2 separate regions of the Cyprinus carpio genome follow, and region 2 is linked to region 1. Evidence: chromatin contacts called from public Hi-C data. All regions are on one chromosome and are shown on one strand. The core of a region is the stretch at or near the end of the contact, and the rest is flanking DNA. Distances in the headings are between cores, read along the strand shown.

The links. A called contact is a pair of places that touch in the nucleus more often than the background predicts.
Region 2: a Hi-C map of skeletal muscle shows a contact between it and region 1, with 9 times the contacts expected there. The contact joins the promoter of LOC109106943 here to the enhancer-like site in region 1. A contact is called at or near these places in 2 of 8 Hi-C or Micro-C datasets (red blood cells and skeletal muscle).

The regions. Positions count from the first base shown.
Region 1 is chrB23:20,820,860-20,823,648 of ASM1834038v1, reverse strand. No RefSeq gene overlaps it. Among protein-coding and RNA genes, the nearest start is that of LOC122142005, 36 kb to the left of the region's middle. Within about 2 kb of position 1,533, at least 8 of the 8 cell types and tissues checked have an H3K27ac peak or open chromatin away from gene starts, as enhancers often do. A contact at or near this core is called in skeletal muscle, where this site is marked.
Region 2 is chrB23:20,928,948-20,931,881 of ASM1834038v1, reverse strand. LOC109106943 (E3 ubiquitin-protein ligase Itchy) reads right to left here and starts at 1,439. Exons shown (of 25, transcript XM_042750087.1): 1 at 1,283-1,439.

The sequences.
Region 1 (2,789 bases), core at 284-2,783:
TGAAGTATTGTACAATGGGTATGCAAAAAAAAAAATCCTTTAGGCCAAAATGAAACAAGTATATTGCATCCTGATCTAACATGGGCAAAGGAGGCCCCAATTTGTCTTTTTTGTCGTTTTGTGCTCTTAATAAAAACTTTTGTAACTTAATTTTCTAATGAGAGAGATAAAAAAAAAAAACTGTACATGTTCTGGTCATTTAGTGAAATGATGTCACTTCCTCGTTTGTTTGCAGTGCTTTGAGAAAGGGTTCACTTTTGGCCAAATCGAGCCTGAAGACAGTAGGAAAATACTGTTTTCTGCTGCCTTCTGTCCAGTCCACATTAAGCACTTTCACCCTATTTTATCCAGTCTAAATAACTCCATAATTTACAAATAATAACTTACAAAATTATGAAACAACATTGAGCATAAAAACGTCAAACAATTTATTTATTTATTTGAAGTGTTTAATATGTGAGTGTTTAGGTTATTGTATCAAGCCTTCAACTTGGGGTTTTTTTTTTTTTTTTTTTGTCTCAAGTAAGACTGCATAACATTCACGTTACTTACGTAGAAAGTGCGACAGCGCACCGCATTAAAACACAGACATTAGCAGTTTTCATAACCGCGGGCCAAATTCAAACACGAAACTAAAATTAAAACATCTTTGAGAGCAAGGGGGGCCCCTGGTGTTTCGGGAGCCCTACGCAGCTTGTTTACTTTGCGTATAGGGAGGATCGGCTCTGATCATTACAAATTAATGTCGTTCTGCTTGCTTTCTTAGGCTATTTAGGATGAAACAGTAGCTATTAAGATACATTTTAAACTCTTTCAAAGCCCATTGCAAGGGATGTGCCAGTAGTGTGCACTTATGCAACGTAATAATCAATGACGTACATCTGAGTAAACGAGACGTGGGGAATTTAGAGATAAAAGTCTCTGAAGAGCAAAACTGGGCGTGTCTGAATTTGTGGGTGTTTTTAAACCGCACTTTGCCCCACCCCTAAACCTACCGTCACTATATAGACTAACACACAAAAACGGTCCGATTTGGTAACTCCCATTACACTTGGGAACTTAGCCTGTGAAGGGCATAAGCGAACAGAAACGCAGACGCAACTGTGCGCGAAATGGAGCGGAACGCGGAAAATGAGGTAGGCTCTATCTCAAGTCGAACATATTATCTGATTTTCTACTCTTGTGTAGGCCTGCTTGGTTGAATATTTAATTTGGTTTTAATCTCAACGTTGTATTCATTAATGTAACTATTTTTTTTAAGAAAAAAAAAACGAAGACGACACGAAGGGTATTTTATGCCCCCACATGTGGAATATTAAGGCTGTTAATCCATTGTCTAGCCCAAACCTGAAAAGAAAATTCAAGCCTGTTTAACGGTTTAAAACGACAAATAGCAAAATTCACGCAAAGGCTTCGTGCTTTAACCGAATATGCTGCTAGAACATAGCCTACATCTAACTTCCCTATGGTTTAAAACAGAAAGTCTTTCTACGGCTCTGGGTTTAATGATGACGTGAGCTATTCAAAATGCGTCTGAAAAACCAATCAGGTTGCAACAGCTCACTTGTGCCTCCCACGAAACGCCATATTGTACTGTTCTAGGCTAGGTCTACTTGTTTTCTTCGTTTATGCTGGCACCCTCGAGGTCTCAAGTAAGTATAGAATTTTGCCGTGCGAGAAAACTGGATCTGTTAGCTACTAAAAGTAGGCTATACAGAATAAATATTTAGTACATCAGTAATAAAAATATGAGCTATAGGTTAATAATAAAAATTACGTAATTAAAATATATGATCTGTGTGTGCTTTCATTAAAGAAAAGTAAAGTGGCATTGTAAACAAACTAGCATTTAAAAGGGATTAAATCCTGAAAATTAATAGCCTACATTTTTGGTAGTGAGGATCAGGGCTGATGCTGGTAAAAAAAAAAAAAAAATGTTTCAGTGACATCAGAGAAAAAATGGATAGTCTATGTGTTTTGTGACATTTTTGTCGTCTAAGCCTAAGGACCTCTGAGTTACTTTTTTGCACAATGGTTAAGAAACAGTACAACACAAGCTCACACCAACGGTCTAAATGAAGTAGGCTAAATCATTTTTCTGAATATAATTTTTATGAAATTGGCCGCTGGAATCTCACAAACAGCCATGTCTGAAACAGTAAAAGTCTTTACGAGCATGCACTGATCAGTACAAAAACCCCACAGTCATAATCGAAACAAAGGCGCTTCACTGCTCAAGAGTGGACCCATAGCTGTATGATGTTTCGCTCGCACATGCGCTATGAATACGTGGTTGGAATACGCGGAATTAGAGTGCATTACGTTGTACATGGGAATGGAAAGAAATGAAAAAATGTTGTCCGCTAGGATCAGATTGGAACAGGTTTAAACTCTGAAAGCACAGTAGCGTGTAGCAATTGCGGGACGTTAGAAATGAGCATGTATAAAGCACTTTCACGTGACACAGGTTTAGATGGTAAAGCATTGCAGCTTATTATCAATAGGGGATGCATTATCTGGCAGGGTGTAGAATTCGGCACAACATTGGTTTCGTATGATCAGGGGGGGCGGACTTTTATGATGCCTTGTGCAAAGCCATAATGCTTTTAAAGGAGTAAAAATTATTAAGCGCGGACAGAGACGGGGGGTGAAACAATCGTCTGCGCGTCCGAGTTAACGTGCTTCACAGCAAAATAAAAGAAGCATCTAAAGCTGACTGCCGCACGATCGAGGTCCATCAGCGCGCGCGCAACTTCTCTCTCTGCTGCGGCTGAAAGGAGCTGCGCTTT
Region 2 (2,934 bases), core at 190-2,689, 110 kb before region 1:
TAAGCCCGAGGCTAAAGGAAATGCCCTCACTCTCAGTTTCACTCAACACGGGGGCAGAAGAGGTTTCAGTGAATAAACAGGAAAACAAAGTCATTAGCGTTACATATACATTTAATTGCAAATTTATAAGTAATGTTATTTTACTAGTTACCTGAAAAAAGTAATCTGGTTACTTAACTTGTAAAGCGTTACCCCTAAAACTGTTACCAACTATTAATTTTTAACTGACGTCTCTTTCTGTTAACATGCGTTTTGATGAGTTTGATTAATCATATGGTAAAAAAAAATAAAAAATTAGCATATCTAATCACTTTATTAAACAGTCACAGCCATAAAATGGACAAACACTGAACTCTAGACAGAAAATGACTTCTATCTTTTACTCAAAGTTGTTCCAAAATGGATCAGCATAGAAACAGATAATTGAACAGAATTTCCATACTAGTAATAGTTTCCTCCAAAATACCAGTTACGACTGTCATTGCTAGTACTGTAAACTCATAATAAATCAACAATGCCTCTCCTTTAAGCAGCTTTCAGGCCTTTACAAAATAATAGTGAATACATGGTATAGTGAAGTATAAGTTGAAAAAATGTTTATTAAAACACCATGATATTCGCATTAAATTCCAAGGTAATTTAAATAATAGCGCAGTATTACAATGATAATTAATTACTATGCTACTTTTATAAAAGTGCATTATATGCACCATAGTAGTGAAAACCATGGTACTCTTGGAACTACAATGACCATTTAAATACCATGGTATATATATCAATATAGCATAGTATTACCATTCTATTTTCGAAGATAAGTAACAAAAGTAACAAAACTCCAGTAACTATTTTTTTTTTTTTTTTTTTTTTTTTTTTTTTTTTTAATTTTGGGTGCAGAAATCATTTTTTTTGCTGTTTTTTTTGTAGTTTTGTTGGGGGTCTTTGGGGCGGATCTGTTTAGCTCGGAAATATTTAAATCATTAAATCAGCGGAAACCAAAGCCAACATCAAACTCAAGCTGAACATCTGACATGACAGAATTAACATGCCACATGTGTTCATACATGACCCGATCACAATTAGTGAACAATAAACGCACCGAAACATCTCCAGGCACTGACTCTCGTTGTCAAAACAGAGCTGTTTATATGAGATACAAATAGTCAAAGTGATTTGTCGAGCTGTCGACACGATTCAGTGTCACTGTAACGCAATACACATACATGAGCGCGTATACAGACAGTAAACTACGGCACACAGTCTCAATCAGCTGGTCATCGCTTACCCGAATATATCGGCGGGTCAGATGTGAGGCGTGAAGCCGAATCGATCCGTCTTCAAAGAGTTTATTAGACAATCCGTACCGAGCGAATCCGGTTTAGATCAGGAACGAACTTCCGCCATCTTCAGGGCAATACGTCACCAAAGACTCTGTTCTAAAAATCAGCGCTTCCGCTCGAGACAAAGTCCGTTCCGCGTGAGACATTCTGTTGTGATTCCAACAGATGGCGCTCTATGGCCCTATTACAGAAGTTTGCGTGAGGAAGAAAGTATTATCTTTCTGATATATTAATTTTAAAGATTCGTTTTTGGCATGAATATACAATGCATGAATAATAGCCAAAATAATGACAAATTTGAATAGCCGGTGCATTAACAGCACATTGTGAAGAATTTTAACATGACAAACACTGTAAAATATTCAATATTCCACCGCGTTTCAATCCTAAAATACCCATTGGCTTGAGACGCGTATTAAAGTTTTAGCTAATACTTTTAATAGCCTACATTATCAATGATTACAACAGTCAAACATAAGAAAAATCGTATTAAAGAATGATTAGGATGGTAAATTATTAGAAATTATTGGGTTTGTAAATTCATATATATTTTTGTTTTTGTATTTGCGGAAATTTTTTGAGTGTAGCCTATTTTATATTTTCAAAACTGGTCACATTTAGCTACTCTAGTAAATTCATATTATTTTAGCACTTACTTGCATCTCCACCGCAAATAAATAAGGAATACTGTAAACAAGAGGTGCTTCACGTGTACCCTAATGGTAACACTTTGCAAACCAATGTCAAATTTTACACCTTAAAAACTCTTGTGCAAGTCACCATCACACAGAAGAAGCAGCTCTTCTCTGAGATGAGCTGAACCTCAGATGCTCAACCAGAAATACAACAGTGGTGATTAACAGCAGACCAGACAGAACCAGATGAACCAGAGCCTGAGAGACGCCACAGTGAACCAGACAATCTTCTGTAGAAAAAAGGCCACTGCAAATATGTACGTATTTTAAAAGCCACATTTTGCAGAAACCATCCAAACAAACCGATATTTGTTCATTAAGTGATATCTTTTTTGTCTACAACAGTATTTATAGTTTTAATATGATGCTGTTTGAAACTTATGATGTATGCAATCATGTAAAATCCACACTTTGCTGTGGATTAATATTGCTTAAACTACACTCTTTAAAAAAAGGTACAAAAGCTGTCACTGGGGGCATATGTAATTTTTCAAATTAAAATAAATCGCACCTTTAGGGTATTTATATGCACCTTTAGGGACAAATAAGGTATAAGATGTATCTCTTGAAAAGGTACCGCCCTAGTGACAACATTTGTAGCTTTTTTTCTGAGACTGGCACTTGCCATTCAGTAAATAATATTAATGCATTATTTACTGTTTGGTAGCAGTTGTAAAATACCATATACATCAAGTTTGATCTTAATCTCAGAGACATGCAGTCTGATGGTGAGAAATACTTCAGAATCACTGCTACTGATATTCCTGATGGTCAATGTTCCACCCTCTTGATCTAGTTTTTTTTTTTTCTTCATTATGTGACTTTCCTGTTATTCATCTGTGCTATACGGATGGTAAGACTGCCACTTTTAAAAAACAATCTCATCTCAGAGTCTTTATTTA